4 separate regions of the Sus scrofa genome follow, and all the other regions are linked to region 3. A link is a contact called in public HiChIP or PLAC-seq data. All regions are on one chromosome and are shown on one strand. Each heading gives the region's core, a stretch centred on a gene start, on an enhancer-like site or on the middle of the called end of the contact. The rest is flanking DNA. Distances are from core to core; before and after follow the strand shown. Region 1 holds the start of RNF130 (E3 ubiquitin-protein ligase RNF130). Region 2 holds the start of MRNIP (MRN complex-interacting protein). Region 3 holds the start of RUFY1 (RUN and FYVE domain-containing protein 1). Region 4 holds the start of SQSTM1 (sequestosome-1).

The links. HiChIP or PLAC-seq counts read pairs in DNA pulled down with a chosen protein or histone mark.
Region 1: a contact with region 3 is called in an H3K27ac HiChIP or PLAC-seq map of alveolar macrophages. The contact joins the promoter of RNF130 here to the promoter of RUFY1 in region 3. A contact is called at or near these places in 1 of 5 promoter capture datasets (liver) and 1 of 2 datasets of contacts at active chromatin or transcription factors (alveolar macrophages).
Region 2: a contact with region 3 is called in an H3K27ac HiChIP or PLAC-seq map of alveolar macrophages. The contact joins the promoter of MRNIP here to the promoter of RUFY1 in region 3. A contact is called at or near these places in 3 of 47 Hi-C or Micro-C datasets (omental adipose tissue, retroperitoneal adipose tissue and subcutaneous adipose tissue) and 1 of 2 datasets of contacts at active chromatin or transcription factors (alveolar macrophages).
Region 4: an H3K27ac HiChIP or PLAC-seq map of alveolar macrophages shows a contact between it and region 3. The contact joins the promoter of SQSTM1 here to the promoter of RUFY1 in region 3. A contact is called at or near these places in 1 of 5 promoter capture datasets (liver) and 2 of 2 datasets of contacts at active chromatin or transcription factors (alveolar macrophages and skeletal muscle).

The regions. Positions count from the first base shown.
Region 1 is chr2:78,514,778-78,517,555 of Sscrofa11.1, reverse strand. RNF130 (E3 ubiquitin-protein ligase RNF130) reads right to left here and starts at 1,463. Exons shown (of 9, transcript XM_021084320.1): 1 at 1,177-1,463. The coding sequence starts at 1,423.
Region 2 is chr2:78,729,206-78,731,905 of Sscrofa11.1, reverse strand. It overlaps MRNIP (MRN complex-interacting protein), which reads right to left and starts at 1,295. Exons shown (of 6, transcript XM_013987518.2): 1 at 1,083-1,295. The coding sequence starts at 1,148.
Region 3 is chr2:79,020,254-79,022,953 of Sscrofa11.1, reverse strand. It overlaps RUFY1 (RUN and FYVE domain-containing protein 1), which reads left to right and starts at 1,277. Exons shown (of 18, transcript XM_003123642.4): 1 at 1,277-1,676. The coding sequence starts at 1,382.
Region 4 is chr2:78,762,733-78,765,432 of Sscrofa11.1, reverse strand. SQSTM1 (sequestosome-1) reads left to right here and starts at 1,435. Exons shown (of 8, transcript XM_003123639.4): 1 at 1,435-1,753. The coding sequence starts at 1,435.

The DNA of each region.
Region 1 (2,778 bases), core at 214-2,713, 510 kb after region 3:
TGATTATTGTTATAAAAATGAACTTTTAAAATGCGAATATAAACTGGGAACAGGCTAAGGGAAAGCCTCACCTGATCCTTTTCTTCTTCCTCAGCTAGACTGCCTCAAAGACAACAGCTTAGCACTTGAGCATTCAAATACAAATCTCAGAGGGGGCATGATGTTTTAACAGTTTAGAGTATAAAAACAAACACCATTACCTTATTTAGGGTGTCTAGTTTAGATCATCTTAACTTCAATAGCAGCTTAAAAAAAAAAAAAAAATCCCCTCTCAGCATTCTCAGGGTGAGAGTAGGGTGGAGAAGACAGCAGACATTTTCCACAAAGTTCACAGTGGGCTAAAAAACAAAATCATGCTCTACAGTGTGGGGAACGTCTCCTTTAAAACATGACCAGAAATTTATACAGATACATCTACTATACGAAATAATTAAACAGAGCCTGTGTTTATAGGTAGACATGAGTGTAAAGCAAATGGCTTCAAAGACAGCTCTTGAAAATTTTACCTATTTTTCCCCTTTGGTAGACTCCCGTGACCTGAAGACTTGGCTACAGGTTCCAGTTGGTATCGGATTCTTCACAACGTGAGATTTTTTTCAGGCGTCAAATTACAGTAAAGCTCCTGGGGCAGAATAAGAGCCAAAAGCAACAGGGAAGATGCCTATTTTCCTCCTCCACCCCTCCTTCCACTTGCCACTTAAGAAAAACAGCACGTTTTTACGTTAGAAAAGGGCCTGGTCCTTCGAGATTCAATGCGGTGTTTGATTTCGGGAACGAACCTACGGATTCTGAAATACAGGTTAAGACCTCATCCATCATGAACTAGTTTTGCGCTCTTCCACCGCCGCCTTTGTCTGAGCTGTCCCTGCAAACTCGCAGTTCAATGCCTTCCTGTAAACAAGCCACCTAAAACCAAAAGGAACGTTCTAAGTCTTTCTAAAAAGAAAAGAAGATCCCCAAAACGCGCCTGGGAGCCTAATCCCAGCACCGAGCAGGCCGGAGTGCACACGACTGGAACCTCGACCGGGGGGCAGCCGCGCCGAGCGGCGCGACGATCGAGGCCGGGGGTAGGGGCACCGCGCCCGCCGCCCCCGCTCCCAGGCTGCGGCTCCCGGGGGCGGGGGACCATCGCCGGCCGCTGCGCCACGGCTTCTCTCTCCCCTGCCAGGCACTCACCTCCATGGATGGGCAGCGGTGCCAGCACCTGACCGCGGACCTCGGCCTTAGGCGAGTCGAGCCCGTAGCGCCCGCGGTCGATGCGGAACGTGAGCGGGGAGCCGCGGCCGGGCTCCTGCACGGTCACATTGATGAGCGCCGTGTAGTATTCCTGGCTCGCGTTATCAGCCCGCGCCGGCCACAGGCTGCAGGTCAGCAGCGCGAGCGCGGCGAGCCGGGCCGGGCCCGCCCGCGCCGCACCGCTCATCGTCCCTCCCGCCGCCGCCGCTGCTCGCGGACCGGGCTCCCGGGCCGGCGCCGAGAGGCGGGGCGGGCGCGGCCGGCGCTGCGGCGGGAGCGCGCGCGCGCGGCCGGCGCAGGGCCGGGCACGAGCACGGCTCTCCTCGGTGCCGCGGCGCCGCTGCTCGCTGCCCTCACGTCCGCCACCCGCCCGCGGGAACGCGCCCATGGGCTCCTCAGCGAGGACGGCGGGTCAGGCCGCGCGCAGTCGTCTCCTCCGGGGTCCCTCCATTCCACAGGGCCGGTCCCGCTGAGTTGGGGCGCCACTCGGGGAAGCGACGGGAGTGGAAGACGCGCCTGAAAAAGGGTCTTCGTAGCACAAAGTCCTGTTCGCCCGGCTGCCGCCTCAGGCGCGCACTCGCCGCCGTCCCGCCCCCTGTCAGCCGAGTGGCAAGGCGCAGGCCTTGGGCGCAGGCCCGCCCCCTTGCGCATGCGTGCAAGCCCGTGTCCGCTCCCGCCCGCCCGCACGAGGGCCCTAACAGACCCGGCACCTAATAGCCCCACGACCAGCCATGTTCATGCGTCGGGCGAGATGCGCACAGAGTTTGGAACCAGGGGCCTTTTCCAAGGGCCTATGGAAAAGTATGAGACAAGAACACAAAAGAAAAAAAGCTAAAACTAAAAATTAATTTCTAAATTAAATATGGGATTCCACATTTCAACCAGTCAACTCAAAGTCTTATTTATCATCATTGGGCCCAGGGCGGGTTGGGGGGGGGGTTCTGTGCAAATAAGAGTATGGGGGTCTCTCTAGACCTGGATCTTTAAGAACATCTGAGGTACTTGCTCAGGCATCTGGAACCCTGGAATTCCCTTTCCAAACAGCCCTGGGTCACTTAGAGCCCCTGTGGTAGAGCTCTTCCCTAGTGGTGGTCTTCTTAATGTTCTCCTCCCACTTAGCATGCCCTGGCCTGCCCCTGCTTGAGAAGCTCATGCCCCTTACTCCCTTGTCCTTACAGGATGTGAGGTGCCCATGCCTGCTGGTATGAGAAATGGTTGCAGAGACCCACAGAACCAGTCTGTTAAGTCAGCTGGGTGCGAGGGGTGGGGGGAGCAGGTCCCTTTAAAGCTCTCTTGGCCTTTCTGAATTTGTCAAGGAGAAAGTTGGTTCTAAAATGGAGTAGTGGGGTTTTTTTGCCTTTAAAAAAAAAAAAATACATTCCCTTTCTTGTATTATCTTCCACCATGTTCTGTCCTAAGAAACTGGATATAGTTCCCAGTGCTATATAGTAGGACCTCATTGCTTATCCATTCTAAATGCGATAGTTTGCATCTATTAACTCCAAACTCCTAGTCCATCCTCCCACCTACCCCCATCTGCAA
Region 2 (2,700 bases), core at 46-2,545, 290 kb after region 3:
AGTGAAAATGACTCCCATTTATTCTCAACTTCTAGAACTGAAAAATGAAATAAGTAAAAAGTCTCTGAGTTCCCTAAAACGGCCCTTACAAAGTCACAGCAAACTTAATAGGTACATACTCAGAGCTTTACTGACTTTATTTATTTATTTATTTCTTGGTCTTTTTAGGGCTGAACCTGTGGTATATGGAGGTTCCCAGGCTAGGGGTCGAATGGGAGTATCAGCTGCCAGCCTATGCCACTGGCCACAGCAACGCCAGATCCCAACTATGTCTGCGAACTACACCGCAGCGGATTGAAATGTTGGATCCTTACCCCACTGATGGAGGCCTGGGATCGAACCCACGTCCTCATAGATACTAGTTGGGTTACCACTGAGCCACGACGGGGAACCCCCACGCATTACTGACTTTTAAACAAATATTTTGTACGTAGTCTGATGCTATCCTTTTTCAGGGCACAGAGCAGCAGATAACTAGGAGGAGAAGGGGACTACCACAGCCGATACACTGACAAGCGTGACAGCATCAAGCAGGGAGAGACAGAACACGATCCAAGAAAGAACAAGTGACATCCCCTATCTTAGGTTTTCAATCAGGGAAGCAATGCATTTTACAAACTTCGATTATCCCTCACCACATAGATAGAGACGAGGGCAAAGGGAAAGAATGCCAGCAGGGGTAAATACAATAAAATTCCCTTTATTTAAATTAGGAAAGGGCCACTTTGGGTGCTAGGCTCTGCATAAAGGAGGCTAGCTTCTATCTGTAACCAGGTGTGCCCTGCTAAAGCTCATGAGGCCGCCTCCGCAGAAAACTTTACGACTGGTTTCTGCCAATTTTTACAAGCCAGCAAAACCCGAAAAAAAACCCAGAACATTATGGAGAAGGGACATCCCTAAAATCTAGTTCTCAGGACAGACGCTGTCACAGGTCACGACCCCAGGCACAACCCGCAAGCGCCCGAGACAATGCCCATGCCTGGGGACAGGGCGCGGGGAAGACGTCCAGCCCCCCGCGGCCCCACCTCATCCTGCCCGCTGTCCCCGACCTCGGAGGAGCGGGAGGCTGGAGCCCATCCCACCTGGTGCGCCTGGAAAAGCAGGCAGTGGCAGCATCGCAAAACCCGAGCCTGCTGTGGAGGCGCCATGGCGACTGCTGGCCGGCGCGCGCGCTCTGTCCGCCTGTCCGCCCTGGCTCCGCCCACTTCTTGCGCCCGGGCCCCTCCAGCCTCAGGCTCCGCCCCTTTATGCGCTCCCGCCCTGCGTTTCCCGCCCACACTGCTCTGCCCGGTTCTGCGGCCTTGGGCTTCTCTACCCCCAGGTGTTTCTCCACGTTCGGGTTGGTCCGCAGTCGACTTCAGGCTACTGGGGTCTTCTCTCTGCTACCCAGTCAGGCGTTGTTTGGAGTTTGCGTCAGTCAGGTCCACCGGTTCTCGTGAGCCAGTTCCCAGCTTTATTTAAAGGAGCGTTTTAAAGTTGCAAGGTTGGGGGAGTTCCTGTTGAGACGCAGCGGAAACGAATCCGACTAGTTCGTGGGTTGGGGTTCGATCCCTGGCCTCGCCCAGGAGGTTGGGCATCCGGCATTGCTGTGGCTGTGGTGTAGGCCAGCAGTTCGGGTACAGCAGCTCGCTAGTACTCCAGTAGGTGTAGCTCAGATTAGACCCCTAGCCTGGGAACTTCCATATGTCGCAGGTGTGGCCCTAAGAAAACCGGAAAAAAAAAAAGTTGCAACGTTGGGGTCTCTAGCTGCCGCTCCAGGTCGGCCCTTTGTTGGCACCGTTTCTTCTGCTTCTCTTAGCCTGAGAGAGGGAGCTGGAGGGTGCCGCCCTACTCCAGCTCACTTCTTGGGGCCAAAGTTGGGATATGCAGGACCGCTGGTCAGAGGTGGTCCAGTTAAACTTTGAGCTGCAGCACCAAGAATCCTGGGAAAATAAACAGTTCACCAGACCTATGCTTCTCAGAGAGGGAACCGGAGACGCCTGGCGGTTGAAAATGAAATCAGTCTTCTGACACCTGGCGGTTGAAAATGAAATCAGTCCCCCGTTACCGTCCAGGGTTCTTGGATTCCTTACTCAGTAGAAATTGATAAAGAGGCCAGATAAGAAATTCAGACAAGGCGTTATTGGGACTCATGCTGCGGCAAGGGGGAGTGAAAACAATAACGGATTCCTTTGCTTACTTCTGGGGTATTGGTGCTCAGCGTGGGATCTGGTTGCCTAAGTGACCTGAGGGTAAGGACAGGTCCAGCAGTCAAGCTGGCAGGGTGGCTTGGGTGGTCTGTCCACCCCCCTAGTGGTGCAGTGGGCAGGGATTATGCACAATACTCTGCTTTTGCTCCCCACCCCTCAGGAGTGAAAGCTGAGTTTTTGGTCTTTTTCTTGTGTCTTGTTCATAATTTGCCCCAACTGTGTATGCACACAGCTATTTTTAGTCCCTTAGAGTTTCTTTGTATTTTGTTGCTGGAGGAGAGGTTTGTCCAGGTGCAAGTACTACCCCAAAGGGGCCCAGGTCCCAGGCTGTCTCACTTCCTGCAGCCCTGAGAAAGCTCTGCTCTGAAAGGTGGAGGCCAAGTCCTGCTCTGGGCAGGGAGGAACAGCTCACCCCTCATGTCCCAACTTCAATGGGACCCCAATGCCAACCTGCCTAGACATTCACACATGCCTGACAACATAACTCATCTTGTTAAAAGAAAATTAAAAA
Region 3 (2,700 bases), core at 28-2,527:
TACTGAGTTGCAAAAGCTTCCAATGTTTCAAGACCAGGCCAAAGTCCAGACTTCTTTTCTTTCTTTCTTTCTTTCTTTTTTTTTTTTTTTTTTTTTTGGCTTTTTGAGGGCCGCTTCCCGAGGCATATGGAGGTTCCCAGGCTAGGGATCCAATCAGAGCCGTAGCGGCCGACCTACACCACAGCCACAGCGACACCAGATCCCAGATCCGAGCCACGTCTGCGATCTACACCACAGCTCACGAGGAATCCTTAACCCACTAAGCAAGGCCAGGGATCGAACCTGCAACCTCATGGTTCCTAGTCGGGTTCGTTAACCACTGCGCCACGACGGGAACTCCCCCAAATCCAGATTTTTTATGTGGAATCCTTTGATTTCTAAATATCTGCAATAGGAATTCCCCTTGTGGCTCTGCGAGTTAAAAATCTGACAAAGTGTCCATGAGAATGTGGGTTCGATCTCTGGCTCCACCCAATGTAGGCTGCAGAATCGGCTCAGATCTGCGTTGTTCCACGTGCTGCAGGTCTGGCACTCAGAAGAAAACAAAAAACAAAAATAAAAATAAATAAATATCTGCAACAACTTTAACTTTAAATTTAAACACTCTGGGAGGCAAACAAAACAGTCTCCTGGTTTGATAAAGCCCATATGCAGCACTTGGCAAACAAAGCGTCAAATGCTAGTGAAATTCGAATTTCTATTTAGACATAGTCCCTTCAAGGGGAAAATAGACTGTAATACCCTACGAGTGGACAGTATGTCCAAGCCACACCCTTCGGTAAAAAACAACTAATGTTCCTGTCATGTGTGCCTTACTTAGTAATGTGCTAAGTTTTGTAAGTATTACCATTTAACTAATTAATTAATAGCAGAATCCAGACCTTCTGATTCCCAGTCCACCAGTGTGCTCTTTCCTGCCAAGCTGTCCTATTTATTTAATTTAAAAAAACAAAAACAAAAAAAAACTGCTTTCCTGCCTCACCTGTCCCAGAGTTTCCTTACTCGCTTTTTTAGGGCTTGACGACTACTCCAGAAAAATGACCAAGTAGAAAAAGTTCTAAAATAAAATGAAAATGAGGGTAAAGTGTCACAAAGAAAACAACAGCCATGTGCGCTGTGTTCTAAGCCGGGCTGGATGCACCAAATAAAAGGAGAAAGTCCAAGAATAACTTCCAGGGAAACAAGTCCTCCCAGCTGATGAGGATGTGGGTGCTTCTTACGATTCGTATTTTCCCCAGCTGTTTTAAAGTAAAAAACAAGAAAGGAGGACGGGAAAGAGGAAGAAGACCGTCACGAACCGGGAAACAGAGCAGCGAGAGCGCAAAAACACGCGCCCGCGCGCCGGCCTCGCCGGGTCAGCCGCCCGCCCGGGCCACGTGACATGACCAAGATGGCCGACGGGGAAGACGGCTCCCGGGCGGGGCAGGAGCCCGGGCCAGCGCCGGGGCCGGAGCCGGGAGAAGAGTTTGAGATCGTGGACCGGAGCCAGTTGCCGGGCCCAGGCGAGCAGCAGAGCGCAGCGAAGGCCCGGGCGGCGGCGGAAGGCTGGTCAGCCCCCATCCTGACCCTGGCGCGGAAAGCCACCGGCAACCTGTCGGCGAGCTGCGGGAGCGCGCTGCGCGCGGCCGCGGGGCTGAGCGGCGCGGATGGCGGCGCGGATGGCGCGGTGCGCGCAGGTAGGGTCCGGCCAGGCGCGCCCTGCTTGCATTTCGCCGGGCGGTTGCCGGTTTCGCAGTGAGAGCCAGGTTGGCGAGTGTGTTTAACCGACTCCCCTGTTAGACGAGTTGTTAAAAAACCATCCTGTTAACACGCCTTAACCTATACCGTGCGTTCAAGCCAAGATAAATTGGTGGGCGTGGATGGCCTGAGATTGGAGTGACTCCACCTCCAGTTATGTTCCCCAGCAGCATTTTTATTCTCTTTTGGTGTCTTAAGATTTAAAAATGTACGCATTTAAGCTTGGGAGGTCTGTGTTAATTTTAAAAGGACTTGAAAAGTGAATCCCCACTGTTCTCTTCTTTAAATCCCAAAATGCCATACCGGCTCACACTTCCAAGTTGTCGACCGCATGCGTCCCTGCTCTCCGCTGAGTCAAAGCACCAAGGCGGAGGTCAGGGATTGAGGGTTCCGGGCGAGCTCTACCACCAGCTGCAGACAAGTTATCACATTTCCCAGCCTGTAAAATAAGAGATGTTTTTGATTGATCCAGTGATCTCTTACAGACTTTTTCAGCCTTTGTCATCTAGAATAGAGTTTCAGCAGGTGAGAATAGAATGATTATGATAGAATACGACTTAGAAAGTCCTATAAAGCCAAATATTTAGAGCTATGCTAATCAGTACAGTAGCCACTACCTACATGTGATATTTAAACATTAAAAATTTAGTTTCTCAGTCACAACAGCCACATTTTAAATGCCCAGTAGCCTCCATGTGGCTAGGACAGTGAAAACATTTCCATCATAGAGAGTGCTGTGGGGCACAGCTCACTAAAGGATGAAGTGCTGTCTATGAAGCATTATAGTGTGACTGAGTTTTTTTGATTCCATCCTTTCCACTGGTAAACTGGCTGTAGAAGTCAGCGATGGCACCAAAATAGTGATTTGGGACCAATTCAGTGGTTAAGAAAGATTAATGAGTAAAGTTTAAAATCTGACTTTAGATTCCAGCAGTGGAAAGTAGGACTGGAAAGTAATGAAGA
Region 4 (2,700 bases), core at 186-2,685, 260 kb after region 3:
CCACATCTGTGGCTAGGTTCCTGCTGTGATTCCACAAGCAAGTCAGCAAACTAGCCAAACCCAATCTACCTTCCCCATGGTCTCTGGGTTTCCCATTCCCTTAAGGTTTTTTGTTTGTTTGTTTGTTTTTGTCTTTTTAGGACTGCACCTGAGGCATATGGAGATTCCCAAGCTAGGGGTCGAATCAGAGCCGTAGCCGCTGGCCTCCACCACAGCCGCAGCAACCCAGGATCTGAGGCTAGTCTGCAATTTACACCATAGCTCAGGGCAACACCAGATTGTTAACCCACTGAGCAAGGCCAGGGATCAAACCTGCGTCCTCATGATGCTAGTCAGATTTGTTTCCGCTGAGCCACGATGGGAACTCCCATCCCTTTAAGTTTTACTGACTTCCACAAACCCCACCATGAAAAAAGTGAGTGTGACTCAGCAGGTCTGACTTTCTACCTACAGAGCCCTACTTGGGAGGATTCATAGGGTGACATACCCGCCTGCTTACCTTCTTCTAAGGCACCTCCTCCCCCAACAACCCCCTTCCCCTAGGCACTTTGAACAGGTCACTTCGGTTACATAAAAGAGTGTTTCTTGGCTCCTGGGGGTGGGGTAGGGTGGGGGCTGTTGATGTAATCCCTGGGCTGCCCATGAGGCCAACAGACCTGAGATCTTTCAGGCCATTGGGCACCATTTGCTGAGCTGAACCTTGAGCTGACAAGTGGGGATGGATGGGGAGTACCGATGGGGAGTCCTTAGGGCTTCAGTGAACATTTGGTGGCCACTGAGGCTCCAGGAAGCCTTAGCAGACCCCCCAGCAAGGTGGGGATGGGAAGATCCTGTGCTCTTCTGGCATCTCTCAACCCTACCCCCTATTAAACTGGAAGCTCCTCTGGTGCTCAGGTTTGAGTTGAGTGTCTGTGCTTTAACCCAGTAAAGGGCCATTAGGGGGGATGCTGGGGGCGGCGTAGTGGGCTGCCACCTGAGAAACTGGTGGCAAGAGCGGGCCCTTGACAAGAGTGGCAAGGTCAAGACAGCGCCTCGGGAGCCAATTTGTTGTAGCTAGCAGTGTCAGCAGTGTCCCCTCTTCCTGGCTTCCAGCCTCTGTTGCCCACCTCCCTCCTGAGCTGTGCATCCCCGGTGGCCTGGGTTCCGTTTTGCTGAGTCACGGCCTGGTCAGGCCTGGGAGGGGTCTAGGGCGGGACCCTGGCCGGTCCCTTGCCCCAGGTATAGAGGTAGGCGCCAGACTTAGATGTCAGCGTGCGGGGCCGGCCTCTTGGTGTCCCTGGTGCACTTGGGGCGGTGAGGAGAGGGGTCGGGAATGAGGGGGCTCAACGGCGGGGAGAGGTAGCGAGGCTGGGGCTCCTGTAGGGCGGCTCTCGCGCGACGGCCGGGGTGGCTGGAGCCAGACCTCTGACACTCAGGCCCCGCCCCCAGGAAGCGATGAGGGGCGGGGCTTCACCCGCGTTCCCTACAAAGGCCGCGCGTCCCCTCCCGCTGCCGCCGCCGCCGCCGCTACCACCGCCGGGCTCTTCTCTTGCTCCCCAACTGGTGGTCATGGCGTCGCTCACCGTGAAGGCCTACCTTCTGGGCAAGGAGGATGCGGCCCGCGAGATTCGCCGCTTCAGCTTCTGTTTCAGCCCGGAGCCCGAGGCGGAAGCCGAGGCCGCGGCTGGCCCCGGACCTTGCGAGCGGCTGTTGAGCCGGGTGGCCGCCCTGTTCCCCGTGCTACGGCCCGGCGGCTTCCAGGCGCACTACCGCGGTGAGCAGGCCGGGCGCTCTCGGGGAGCGGTGCGGGGCCGTGACGCAGTGCTGCCCTGCCGGGCAGGGTCGCTGCTCCCTTCCTTCTCGTGGGGCTTGGGGCCGCCTGCGGGAGTTTGATCGCTCGTTGGGTGGGCGGTGGCCCGCGTGGGTTCCCATTTCGGCCTTGGGTGCCATTCTGGTAGCCAGGAGTGGTGACCACAGCCAGACCTGTGGGGTCAGGCGCTGCCAGTCCCCTAGCGGATCGGGCCCGGCGACGTAAGAGGCCTCCCCTCCCCCCACCATGATGGTGCAGATCTTGGGGAGGGCGCGCGGGGGCGTCCTCACGGCGGGCACGGGGTGGTTAGAGGGGCACTCGGGTTACACTGCCACTTGGCTACTGCCCAGCTGGGGCCCGCTAGCCCCAGATGGGGGGTTCGGATAGTAACCCGGAAGAGCCTGGGCGGGCAGATGAGGGGGAAGGGCTGGCTACGCAGAAAAGTGACGAGGGTAAATAAGCAGTGGGGAGCCCTCAGGGCTGCACAGTCTGGCCGGAGGTGGGGAGGAGAGACCATAGGTTGCCCAAGGCCAGGCGGGATCCAGACGTTATCCCGTTGGCAGCGGACAGAGGGACAAGGTGAAAACATTCTCGAGAAGTGTTGGTGTAGGGACAGAGCTCACGAGCCTGCCTAGTTTCTAGCTGAGCTGGCGTGACCGGTGGCTGCGCGGGGTGGAGTTGGGGGAGGTTGTTGTGACTGGGAGGGAGGCGGGCGGACCAGGCCCGCCGGTGGGTGGGGCCGTGCCGGGACCTCCCTCAGGACTGCTGCCAGCTCGCCAGCCCCTAGCTTTTTCAAAAAAATAACTTTGAGTTCCTGTTCACATACTGTAGTTTAAAGTGTTGAGTTTTTAGTATATTCACAGATTTGCGCAGCCATTATCACAATCATCTGGGAACATTTTCATCACTTT